Linked DNA regions of Mus musculus: region 2 is linked to region 1. A link is a contact called in public promoter capture Hi-C data. All regions are on one chromosome and are shown on one strand. The core of a region is the stretch at or near the end of the contact, and the rest is flanking DNA. Distances in the headings are between cores, read along the strand shown.

Region 1 (6,157 bases), core at 592-3,091:
GCTGAAGAGTATCCTTTCTAGGTGGTGTAGTTGGCCTAAGCCCTTTCCAGGATGCTCAGTTTCCAGGCAGCAGATCTGGTATCAGTTTTCTTTGAAGCTTGTTTGATAGCAACTCTCAGTAGCCTTTATTGTTTACTCTTGGAAAGGGAGACCCTAGTGAATCCTGTCAGCTTCAGGGACTTCCTGAAGCTATTTTGAGTTGGCTACTCTCTGTCTTAGGAACTTCCCTTCAGGATAGAATGTCGCAGTCTCAAAGAAAACTGTTATAGAACAACTTTTTACTATTATTTGTGTGTTTTATTGGCTTTTTGAGGTCTGGTGACCCAGCCTGGCCTGTTAGGGATATCAAGGTCACTCTGCAAAAAAGGGGGCTGGGAAGAAAAGGTACAGATGAGGAAGGCCTGGCTTGCCTTTGCTGGCAGTGAGATCTAGGGAACACTGAAGAGGACAGTATCTGTGGTACACAAGTGACACTGTGTTGTCTGCTTGCTACACAGCAGAGACTGCATTTTGCATTAAGTGTTATAGCTATGTTCTTTCATTTAATCTTTTTTAGAATTAAGTGCACTTTGCCCATGTTCAAACAAGAACTCTGAGGCATGAGAAGGCTAAGACAGCTGCATGGTATGGACAGTTGGCAGTCAAATCCATGGACTTGCTTGTCATTCCCTTCTAGTTGTCTTTGTTAACTCCAGAAGTGACTCTGTTCTTCCCAGCTGTGAGACATTGGACCCAAAAAGGAAGTTTGGGGATGAGGCTTAGTTGGCTCAGTACTTTCCTAGCATGCAGAAACTCTGCCTCCATCCATCCGCAGCACCACACAAGTCAGGCACCCAGAACTTGGGAAATTGAGGCAGGAAGCTCAGAAGTTCGGGATCATCCCTGGCAATGTGGCAAGTTCAAAGACAGCCTAGGACTACATGACACTCTGTCACAAAGCAGAATGGAAGAAATTTTGGGATAATTAGCAACAGCCAGGTGGATGAGTCCTTGTATCTTGAAGCTTCTCAGAAGGCACGATAGATCTTGTGGGTTGGCAACTTGTCCTCAAGGCTAATTCAGAGTTCATATTCAGAGTTCAAAATAGCTGCCTGCAGCTGCCCCTTGGCCCAGACTGAACAAGCCGTTTAACCAAGATCAGATTTGCCTGGTGTCTACAGGAGGGAGAGGTGACTGCTGCCTGGCACCCAGTTTCTGGCATAGAAAGCACTGCCTTCCAGCGCTTGCTTTTCTTTTCTGTAGCAGTCAGGGGAGAGCATTACAGAGGAAGTTGCTCCCAGAGTACAGAAACGCCTTGAGGCCAAACAAGGTCCCACAGAAGCATATCAAAGAGCCGGAATTTGAGGTTCCAGATTCTATATTACATGTGTATACGCATGTGTATGTGTGTGCATACGAGTGTGTGTGTATGTATGTGCACACTCAAGTGCCTGTGTACATTGGTAAGCATGTGTGTAATGGTCAGAAGACATCCTAAGGTGTCATTCCTTAGGTGCTAACATCCTTTAGTCTGTCTCTCACTAACTGGACATAGTCATTAATAAATACCCTTTAAGCATCCAGGGAGCACCTGTTTCCAGCTCCCATCAAGCCACTTTTGGTATCTCAAATGTGCCCGATTGTGCCTGGCTTTTTATGTGGGTTATGGAAATCCAAGCTCCCATCCTTACACTTGTTAGGCAAGTGTTTTACTAACTGAGTCATCTCCCAGTCCCATGATGCTCCTTTATGGAAGACAGAGCTGCCTGAATGAAATGATAGGCAACAAGACCCACGGGGAAATAGAGTACTGTGCGGTTATGCAAATGACATGCAAATGAGGCTGCCCTTAGGGTGGGTACCCAGGGATAGTGGCAGCTGGTTGGGGATGGTGTGCCCCCTCTCTTTTCCTACTGACTTTGCTTTAAGCCTCTGAGGACTTTACAGGGACATGTCCACTGGCTTCCTACTGCACAGTTCCTCTTCCCAATGGGCTTCAGCAGGAGACAAAAGCAACTATAGAGCATGCACTGTGAGTAGGTTCCACAGAGCCAGGACTCTGAGAGACAACAGAGGGGCAGCCTTAAGTGTATCTTTAGGCTCAGCATAGTCAGTTTCAGGAGTGACTTCATTTATGATGTAGCATTGTGGTGCTCGGAAAGATGGCTGTGAGGTTTCTTGTCCCATAGCTGGAAGCAGGAGCCGTTCCACAGTTCCACCTACACTGCCTGCCTGATGGCTTGCTGCCATTGTAACATCACTGTTGTTTGTTTGTTTGTTTGTTTCGAGACAGGGTTTCTCTGTGTAGTCCTGGCTGTCCTGGAACTCACTCTGTAGACCAGGCTGGCCTCGAACTCAGAAATCTGCCTGCCTCTGCCTCCCGAGTGCTGGGCTCAAAGGCGTGCGCCACCACGCCCCAGCTTCATCACTGTTTAAGATACAGATGTGGTATGGTCATAGGCATGTGTACATGTGTGTGTGTGTCAGTGCTACAGTGATTGCCTAGCATGTGTGTGAGGCCCTGGGTTCCATTTTCAGTACCAGGGAAAGAGGGAGGGAGGCACTGGAGGGAGAGAGGAAAAGAAAGGAATTTGTGATGGTTTGTATATGCTTGGCCCAGGGAGTGGCACTATTAGAAGGTGTGGCCCTGTTGGAGTAGGTGTGGCCTTGTTTGAGTAGGTGTGTCACTGTGGGATTAGGCTAATACCCTTGTGTTAGCTGCCTGGAAGCCAGTATTCTGCTAGCAGCCTTCAGATGAAAATGTAGAACTCTCAGTTCCTCCTGCACCATGCCTGCCGGGATGCTGCCATGATCTTGCCTTGATGATAAAGGACTAAATTTCTGAACCTGTAAGCCAGCCCCAATTAAATGCTCTTTATAAGAGTTGTCTTGGTTATGATGTCTGTTCAAAGCAGTAAAACCCTAATTAAGACAGAATTAAATGTTAGAAATAGCTGCTGTGCTGTGTGAAATAGCTCTGTGTGTGTGCACGCGTGAGCATGCACGCGCTCACAAGCGTGTACGCACATGCACAGTTATGGGGTCATCTTAGATCCTCTCTGATAGTCTTTCCTACCGTATGGGAGGCCTAGGCCTCCTGAACACAGCAGTCTAGCTGTCACCCCTGTCCCTGGCTCAGAGACTGTTTCTCATAAAGCATGAAAACTTTCCATTGGAGCCTTTAAGTCTGTTTTAGTTTGTTTTGTTCTGTTCCTTGGTGGAAGGAAGTACCCAGGTCTTGTGCGGGCTCAGCAAGTGCTTTACTATTGTGCTGCACCCTTAGCCTTTGCTCTCTTCAGACAGTTTGACTATAACTTGGGGGGCTGACTTGGAAGTCACTATGTAGCCCAGGCTAGGCTTGAAGTCCAGATCTTATGCCTTAGCCTCTTCACATCTGGGATTATTAATGTGTGTCCCCGTGTCTGCCTGTTGACTGTAAGTCAGTCCTGTCCAGGCAGGACATTGTGCTCCAACATAGTTAGAGTAGGGTCTTCTGGATGTAGAAAATGGAGTTATTCACGTAGCTAATCTCTGGGAAAGAAGCTCATGTCGGAGCTTGGAATAGTCTTTGACTTGGGGAGGGAGGCCTCTCAGGTCTGAAGACCTCTTGGTCTGGAGATAGAAGAGATTCTATTTGGCAGAGGGGTTGAGCGGCTACTTCCCTTCTCATGCCCACTTCCCCCTCAGGTACGGAGTCATGTAGATTCAGGTAGGAAATGAGTGAATCTCTGTAGCCAGCCTTGAGGCCTGTGACCTCAGGGCTGAAAACACACACACACACACACACACACACACACACACACACACACTGAACTTCATAGGTATTTGGCTCAAAGTCATGACTGGCTGGTTGGACCATCAGGGATATCATCCTTCTCCCAAGCAAGCGGGCTCCATGGTCCTCACTGGAGAGACCCTGTCTCAGGGGGTCACTCACCTCATGAGACACCAGTGCCAGGATCTGAGGCCGGAGGAAAGATCCTTAGAAGGCTCCGGAGACAGTTATTTGGGGTGGGGCCAGGGGGCACTCAGAATCACAGTGGAGAGGTGAAGTGTGTAGTGTGTAGTTTTGCTCTCTCTACCTGCCTTTAGCTCTGGGAGGTGACCAAGCTACCTGCCTCCTTCCGGCTTCCCTTAAATCAGAGGATAAGACACACCCACAGTTTTTTCTTTTCAACTTGCCTTCTTTGCACAATTGCTGGGCACTACTATCTCCTGCCTGGAAAAGCGTGTTCTCACCAACATGGTGACTTACAACCAGCTGTAACTCCAATCCTGGGGGATCCAATGCCCTCTTCTGGCTACTGTGAACACTGCACACATGTGGTACATACAACCAGGCAAAAACTCATACATGTAAAACAAAATTAAATATGTCTTAAAAAAACAAAACATGAAAACCAAAAACTAAAAAACCAAAAATCTTCAGGCCAGCACTGGGCTTCTCTCTGTGAAGCATGTCGAGTGTTCCATTGACATCATACTTGTGTAGCTATATCATCTAAACAGAAACCTTCCCTCCAGGGGAAGGAAGACATGTAAGACTCAGGAAGTAAACAAAAATTACAAGGCTTGAAAGCTCCAAAAGGTACAAGATTCACAAGGCCCCTAGGGTGGTTGGAATAGGTTTGGCCCTCATAGACTCATGTGTTTGAGTGCTTGACCCATAGGGAGTGGCACTATTAGCAGGTGAGGCATTATTGGAGGAGGTGTGGCCTTGTTAGCAAAAGTGTGTCACCACGGTGTGTGTGTGTGTGTGTGAACTTTGAGGTTCCTATTCTCTTCCTGGCTGCCTTTGGATTAAGATGTAGAACTCTCAGCTCCTTCTTCAGCACCATATCTGCCTATATGCTTCCATGCTTCCTGCTATGATGATAATGGACTGAACCATAAGCCAGCCCCTGTGAAATGTTGTCTTTTATAAGAGTTGCCTTGGTCATAGTGTCTGTTCACAACAATGGAACCCTAAGACAGCCCCTCTCCTAGGTTATGTAAGCAGTGACAGTTGCTGAGGAGAGGTGGCTGTTGTAGACCTATCGCTGGGTCCTGCAGGGGCCTCAGAGTACCCCCCCCCCTTTTTTGAGTCACTACCTGTGCTGTCTGTCACCCATGTCCCTGTTATATCTAGGAACTTGCCCATGAGCCTATATAAATCCATTCCTTCACCAAGCTAGACTTGGATGCAACTGTTTCTTGGGCCTGTCCTGGTACTTTGTCCAGGGTGAACAGACGTACATTCTTATCTCCCCAGGAAAAGTTAGTTACATGATTGTTAGAAGAGCTCAGAAATGCCTATTTCTCAGTTGAGAATATTTAAATAACAGTTTTTTTCTTACTTTATGGCAAGTAGCAGAAAGTAAGTTGGAACTTTCTTGGATGTAAACATTCATTCTTGTCATCCATTCAGCCAGTTCCTCGGGCAGTGTCGGGAATGGAAACCCAAGTCCTCTGCGGGCAGGCAAGCATGGTGCCACCGAGCACTAGTGTTTGTGTTTTAAATGTTTTACACGATATCTGTTAAAGATAAACATAAACAAACAGCTTTTCAGGAGCTGGGGAGATGGCTCCGGGCTTAAAAGCACTTGCTGTTCTTACTGAGGTGGGAGTTCAGGTCCCAGAACCCACAGTGACTATAGACCTAAGAGATCAGAAGCCTTTTTTTCTGATTCCAGAGCCTCTTTCATGCACACACACAGACATAACGACCCTAACTGTAACCCTGACCCTTGTAAGTGCTTCTATGACATCGCCATCGCCCTCTTCATCGGGATTCCCGACTGCTGCTATGGTTTTAAATAGATTTTATTGTTTAAGCAGTACATTTAGGAAAACCTGAAAAATATATAAAAAGCATGCATATAAATAATTGCACAGCCAGACACATTAACTGAAAACAGTAAAGAAATGAAAGTCAGGGGCTGGTGAGATGGCTCAGTGGGTAAGAGCACCCGACTGCTCTTCCGAAGGTCTGAAGTTCAAATCCCAGCAACCACATGGTGGCTCACAACCATCTGTAACAAGATTTGATGCCCTCTTCTGGAGTGTCTGAAGACTGCTACAGTGTACTTACATATAATAAATAAATAAATCTTTAAAAAAAAAAAAAAAGAACACTGTCTGCTCTTCCAGAGGTCCTGAGTTCAATTCCCAGCAACCACATGGTGGCTCACAACCATCT
Region 2 (6,008 bases), core at 2,002-4,501, 1.3 Mb after region 1:
TTCAGGGAGAGGCTTGTTTAATATTTAAACTTTGGGGGTATAAATGATTTGCAAATAAAACAGTGTTTTAAAGTTTCTTAAAACATTACAGTATTCCAGATTAGAAAAGGATCACCCCTGTGATGGGCGTGGTGGGGCACGCCTTTAATCCCAGCACTCGGGAGGCAGAGGCAGGTGGACTTCTGAGTTCGAGGCCAGCCTGGTCTACAGAATGAGTTCCAGGACAGCCAGGGCTACACAGAGAAACCCTGTCTCGAAAAACAAACAAACAATCAAAAAAACCCAAAAAACAAAAAAGGATCACCCCACCCCCACAACAACAATTATCTGTGTAGCCCTTCCTGACTGTCCTGGAGCTCAACTTACTAGACTGGCCTTGAACGAAGATTTGCCTGCCCCTGTCTCCTGGGTGCTGGGATTGACAGCGTACACTAACACCGCCTGCCTCTAAAGAAGGGTATTTGAAATCCCACTAAGCAGTATCAGGGCAGCAATTGTGAGTTTCACACTTCAGGAGGAAAGAGGCACATGTTCGACTAAGGCACACAGTGCCCTGTACTATCTGCTCACTTGAAAAATCAATGTCTTATTTATTCACAACTTTCCTACAAGTTATCTTACAGACTCTGCAAGTAAGTACTTATGGGGAAGAGGGCTTACAAAAATATATGGGCAAAAGACAAGTAAATCAAGAGATCAAAGAATGATTAATGTGAAGTACCTTCACACAGAAAAGCCTGGGAGATACTTCCCATCACCATCATCCCATCACCATCATAGATCCATGTTGTGTTCGAAATCACGGAAATATACAAACCCAAAAGACTATGTGATGATAGATCCAGTTTATTTACAAAGCCCAATGAACTGCTCCCTAAAACCCATAGTGGAGTATTATAAATCTAAAGAAATTCTTATCAAATTTGAACTTTTCCCAAGGGCAGCTAACTTAAAACACATACAAATCTAGGGAAAACCTAAAACCCACTTCCCTTGTCTACCAATAAAAGGTGTCTTTTAGCTCCCAGGGTAGACTCATGGTGGTGAGCATAGGGGATGCTTCACACATACAACAATAGAGAAAAGTGACCAAGAGCTGAAAAGCTATCTGAATGACCAATATTAAAACAAAACAAAACACCAAAAACCTACCAGGCCCGGCATCATTTGCCATTTTCCTCTTTTTCTTCTTTTTCTTTTTTACTTCTGAATCAGGAGGTGGTGTTGGTGCTGCTTCTCCGTTGGCTAAAGTTGTGAGTTTCTGGGGTGACTTTTTAACTTTGCCATTTTCCAAGGTCTCCTCAGGCATGCCTCCACTTTGTGCTTCTGCTGAGTCCACAGGCACAGAACGTTTCAGGGCCTTTTTCACTTTTCCACCTTTTCCTGTTTCTTTAGGCACATCTCCATTTTGAGGTTGGGACAGGCTTGTGTCTGATGTTTCTGTTTAAAAACAGAACTTACACTGTGACAAGAGAAAGCTTACTTATAAACACTGACCTTCACAGGAGAAATTATGGGTTTTCTGGAACCCCAATCATTTAGTTTTTCTTGTATGTTCACTGTTAAAACCAAATATTGGTACTCTATTATAGAAAAGGCACATTTTCTTTATGGAAAAAAAAAATGTCAGTAAAGGAAAGTTGTTTTAACTTCAAAAGACCCTATCTGTTTACGGCTATATAGAAATTTGTGACAGAAAAATGTCAGCAAGATCACATAATTAAATCAAATGATTAGTAAACAGCAATGAGGAGAAATATATATTTTAACATTAAGCATTTGGCCTGCTGGTGTTGGCACACACCTTTAGTCCTAGTACATGAAAGGCAGAAGCTGGTGGATCTCTATGAGTTTGAGGCCAGCCTGGTATACAGAGCTAGTACTGGAACAGCCACGGCCAAGTGTCTGATAAATATAACTGAATGATATTTACTTCGCATTCCCACAATTATTACTTATATAATTTCACTTCATTCAAACCCAACTTTCCTAGACTTTGGTGAACTGAAAATTCAGTAAACGAAAACCACTCATTAAAACCCTATTAAAGCCCCAAACTATCCTCACAAGTTTTCCATTTTCATACAAAGAGAATGAAGGCAACACCATCTTTAATTTACATCATTACCCACACCAAGAAGTAGCTACTAAGTAGCATTAATTATTCTACAGGTACTAAGTGAAGGAACATCAATACTTTTGCCTAAAATCCACCATCCCCTCTGGGATGTCTTTCAAATACTATCTGTTGAAAATTGCGTGGGTCTAGACAATTATTCAGCGATCCTCAACATACTGATCTCTCGACCCCCCAACCCCCACTACAGTTGTCTCATACCAGATATTTACATTACGATTCATAATAGCAAAATTACAGCCATGAAGTAGCAACGAGGTTATTTTATGGTGTGTGTGTGTCAACACAATATGAGGAACTGTATTAAAGGGGTACAGCATTACAAAGGCTAAGAACCCCTACAGGTAGGTAACCTAAACAAGCTACAGAAACTGCAACAAGAAAGTGACATGTGTAAATTTTTCATTTAAGCCCTTGTGCCAAAACCAAGACGTTAAGGAATTCACTAAGTTGTGCGCGACAAAAAACACTGGGAGGGTTCTGCCTAACATATGAAGAGGATCGCTGCAGGAATGAAAAGAACGGGTTTGGGGGAGAGAGCTGTATCACTGGGAAAGCTCCGAGGAAAACAATTCGTAAGTTTGGGCAGGGGATGAGATCGAGCAATTAAGTGAAAGTCGGGAACCGTAATGGATACAAAGTTCTACGTGGGGACTAAAGATGCTGATGGGGGGGTCTAGGGTAATCTGCAGGTTTTCTTGCCAATAGAAAGTTGGGGAAGAAAGTCCGAGGCCTCCCGCTTTCACCCTGAGTCGAGAAAGCCACGCCGGCAAAGGGCAGAACCAATGAAGGGTCCACGGGGGCTGGGACCCAGGCGGCCTGCTCGTGCCGCGCATCCCCGGCTCCCGCCGGAAGCTGCCCAGCGCACCGCCGAGTTCCTGGGTTCCCCACGTCGTTCGCCAGTGCGGGGTTCAGCACAGCTCACCTTGCAGCTTCAGGTTTCGCTGCCGCAGCTTGGCATTCCGCTTCTCGATCTTCCTGCGCAGGAGTTTCATCTGTAACTGCGACATCTTGCCAGGCCGCCCAGCCGTCTGCACCGAGACAGATGCACGTGCGCAATTGCAAGTCGGAAGTGTACCGCTGGAGCCTGCGGACCCGCGGGGCGGAAATGCTTCGGGCGGAAACAGTTCCTGGTGAGAGCTGGGTTCCCTTTGGAGACCGAATTTCCTGCAGCGCCCCCTGGCGACTGGAGGACGACTCGTTGTGAACCCGTTCGCCTTGCTAATGGCCCCAGAGTTTTACAAACCAAGACTGCACAATAAAAAAGCCGATTGGAAGACGGAATTCCTTGTGGCTCAGAAGAGTCTCTTTCCCTTCACTGCTAGAGAGGTGCCAGTATCCTGTCAGAAGAGGTTTAAGTCTTAAAACCTTCTTGGGAGACGGGGATGGTGGTGTTCACCTTTAGTCTCAGCGTGAGGGAGGCAAGAGCAAGTGGATCTCTGAGCTGAGACCAGCCTGGTCCACAGGGCAGCACTCCACCCCTCCACCCCAGTGCCTTCCAAACAAAACAAAAAGACTAAAGAAACAAAAACAAAAACCCAACAACAAACCCACTTCAATTTGGACCCTGTATCACACAAACGTCTTTTCTCACCGTATAGTTTTCCCTCAATTTTTCAGGGCGTTGCACTCTTCTTTTCTTTTCTTTTCTTTTCTTTTCTTTTCTTTTCTTTTCTTTTCTTTTCTTTTCTTTTCTTTTCTTTTTTTCTCTTTTCTTTTCTTTTCTTTTTTTCTCTTCTCTTCTCTTCTCTTCTCTTCTCTTCTCTTCTCTTCTCGTCTCTTTCTTTCTTTCTTTTTCTTTCTTTCTTTCACTTTTGTGCTAGTTTGCGGTAGATGTATGGTGAATGACATAGGTAAAACACTGAATTTTTACACAACTTCCACGAAGACAGAAACACAGTTACAGAAAACATACCGACAGGGAAGTTCGTGCGCTGCCTGAGAAAGATCCTGGTTTCAGGATGGACATTTGGGTGATGTCTTCCTTCAGCCTCCATTGTGCATAGATTGTGTGTGTGTGTGTGTGTGTGTGTGTGTGTGTGTGTGTGTGTGTGTGTGTGTGTGTGACAGAGAGAGAGAGAGAGAGAGAGAGAGAGAGAGAGAGAGAGAGAGAGAGAGAGTCAGCAGTCAGTCAGTCCCGGGATGGGCATGCAGATAGAGTCTTTAATTCAGTATTGCAGTTCTGGGTATTGAACCCAGGGCCTCTTTCATGTCAGTCACCATTCAATGGAGCTACACATTACTCCTAAGTCTATAGAAGTATTATAATTGGGGCTGAGGAGATGCCTTAGTCTATAAAGTGATTGCCTTGCAAATACAAGCCCTGAGTTCCATCTACCTCTCATAGGAAGAAAGCCAGTTGTACTGGTGCTCAGAGGCCAGCATCCCTGTAAGACCAGGTCTAGGAGAAACCATGTCTCAAGATGGATAGTGACTGACATCTGTGATGGCTATTCTTGTTGTCAAATTGACTACCTCTGGAATGAACTACAATCCAGAAAAGGAGGGCACACCCGTGAAAGATTATTTTTCTTGGTCTAAAGTGGGTGAATACACTTCTAGTTCAGACCTTTGAGGGAAGAAGACAAACACATTTGATCTGGATCTTAAGGCTGGAAGGTACACATTTAATCTGGGCCACATCTTCCACTGGAAGGTATAAGGACATGAACATGGTCTTTGCCTGCTTGCCTTGGTCTTGCTAGCCCATCTTTTCTTCACTGGCATTAGAACCTACTTCTTTGGGATTTCAGCATATACTGAAGACCAACTGAGACCACCTTGTGGCCTGAGCAACTACTGGATTCTTGGACTTTCTGTTCACAGCTAGCCACTGCTGGATTAGCTGGTCTGCAGTCTGTAAGTCATTCCAATAAATTCTATCCTGTCTGTCTGTCTATCTATCTATCTATCTATCTATCTATCTATCTATCTATCTATGTAGAGTCATCCTATTAAATTCTGTTACTTCAAAGAACTCTGACATCCAAGGATATCCTTTGATGAAAACACACATGCACAAACATGCGCGCGCGCACACACACACACACACACACACACACACAGGGGTGGAGTGGAGAACATTTAAATTACACAACTATGCTTTACCCATGCTATTCTTTGAAATTTCTCCTGGGATCCTTGAACCAAGAATAGTGTCGTAAAGTAAAATGTAGATTCTTATATTTTAATCAGAGAAGAAGGGCTTTGATTCATGGGATAAATCAGTCTGTTGTACCAACACCTTAGAATCGTTAGAAGTAATGATCACACTTGCTCTAATCTCTGAAATAAGGCTCTTTCTTTACCTTTGTTGTTGTTGTTATTGTTGAACTGAAGATTAAATCCTGGTCTTTAGGCATAATGGCAGGAATCATATCCCCAGAACACACGAAGTGATCGTCTATGATCTTTTCAATACCATTTTCTACAAAATTCACCACTCTATAGTATATAGGAGTCTTCAAAGTGCTGCATTACTGTAAATATTCTATAAATTAGCATGCCATGCTGCTATTTCACAGCCTGGTTGTCTTTAGGCAATCAAATGGCTGTTGCCTGTAGGGTCACAAAAGCTATAGGGCTAGAACAGACTAAATTTGAAATATTTTCTTTGTGTGTGTGTTTGTGTGCACTTGGGCATGTGTATATGTGTGCAGGTGCCTATGGAGGGCACAAATCAATGACCTGTGTCTTCTTCAATAGCAAGTCTGTTTTATTGTTTTGAAACAAGAGTCTGTCACTGAGTGGAGAATTCACTGGTTCCCCCGGACTCTCTGCCTACACTTTCCAGGAATCTTTCTGTCTCTGTCCACGAGTTTCACGACTACAGATGTCTACTGCTAGTCTGCCGTTTACTTGGTTGACGGAT

What was found. Promoter capture Hi-C pulls out the DNA fragments that hold promoters and counts their contacts.
Region 2: a contact with region 1 is called in a promoter capture Hi-C map of pre-B cells. The contact joins the promoter of Ddx18 here to the enhancer-like site in region 1. A contact is called at or near these places in 4 of 39 promoter capture datasets (the HPC-7 cell line, hippocampal neurons, liver and 1 more) and 2 of 115 datasets of contacts at active chromatin or transcription factors (large pre-B cells and pro-B cells).

The regions. Positions count from the first base shown.
Region 1 is chr1:120,273,615-120,279,771 of GRCm38.p6, forward strand. No RefSeq gene overlaps it. Among named protein-coding and RNA genes, the nearest start is that of Steap3, 18 kb to the left of the region's middle. Within about 2 kb of position 1,842, at least 4 of the 459 cell types and tissues checked have an H3K27ac peak or open chromatin away from gene starts, as enhancers often do. A contact at or near this core is called in pre-B cells, where this site is marked.
Region 2 is chr1:121,564,729-121,570,736 of GRCm38.p6, forward strand. It overlaps Ddx18 (DEAD box helicase 18), which reads right to left and starts at 3,252. Exons shown (of 13, transcript NM_025860.3): 1 at 3,063-3,252; 2 at 1,153-1,440. The coding sequence starts at 3,147.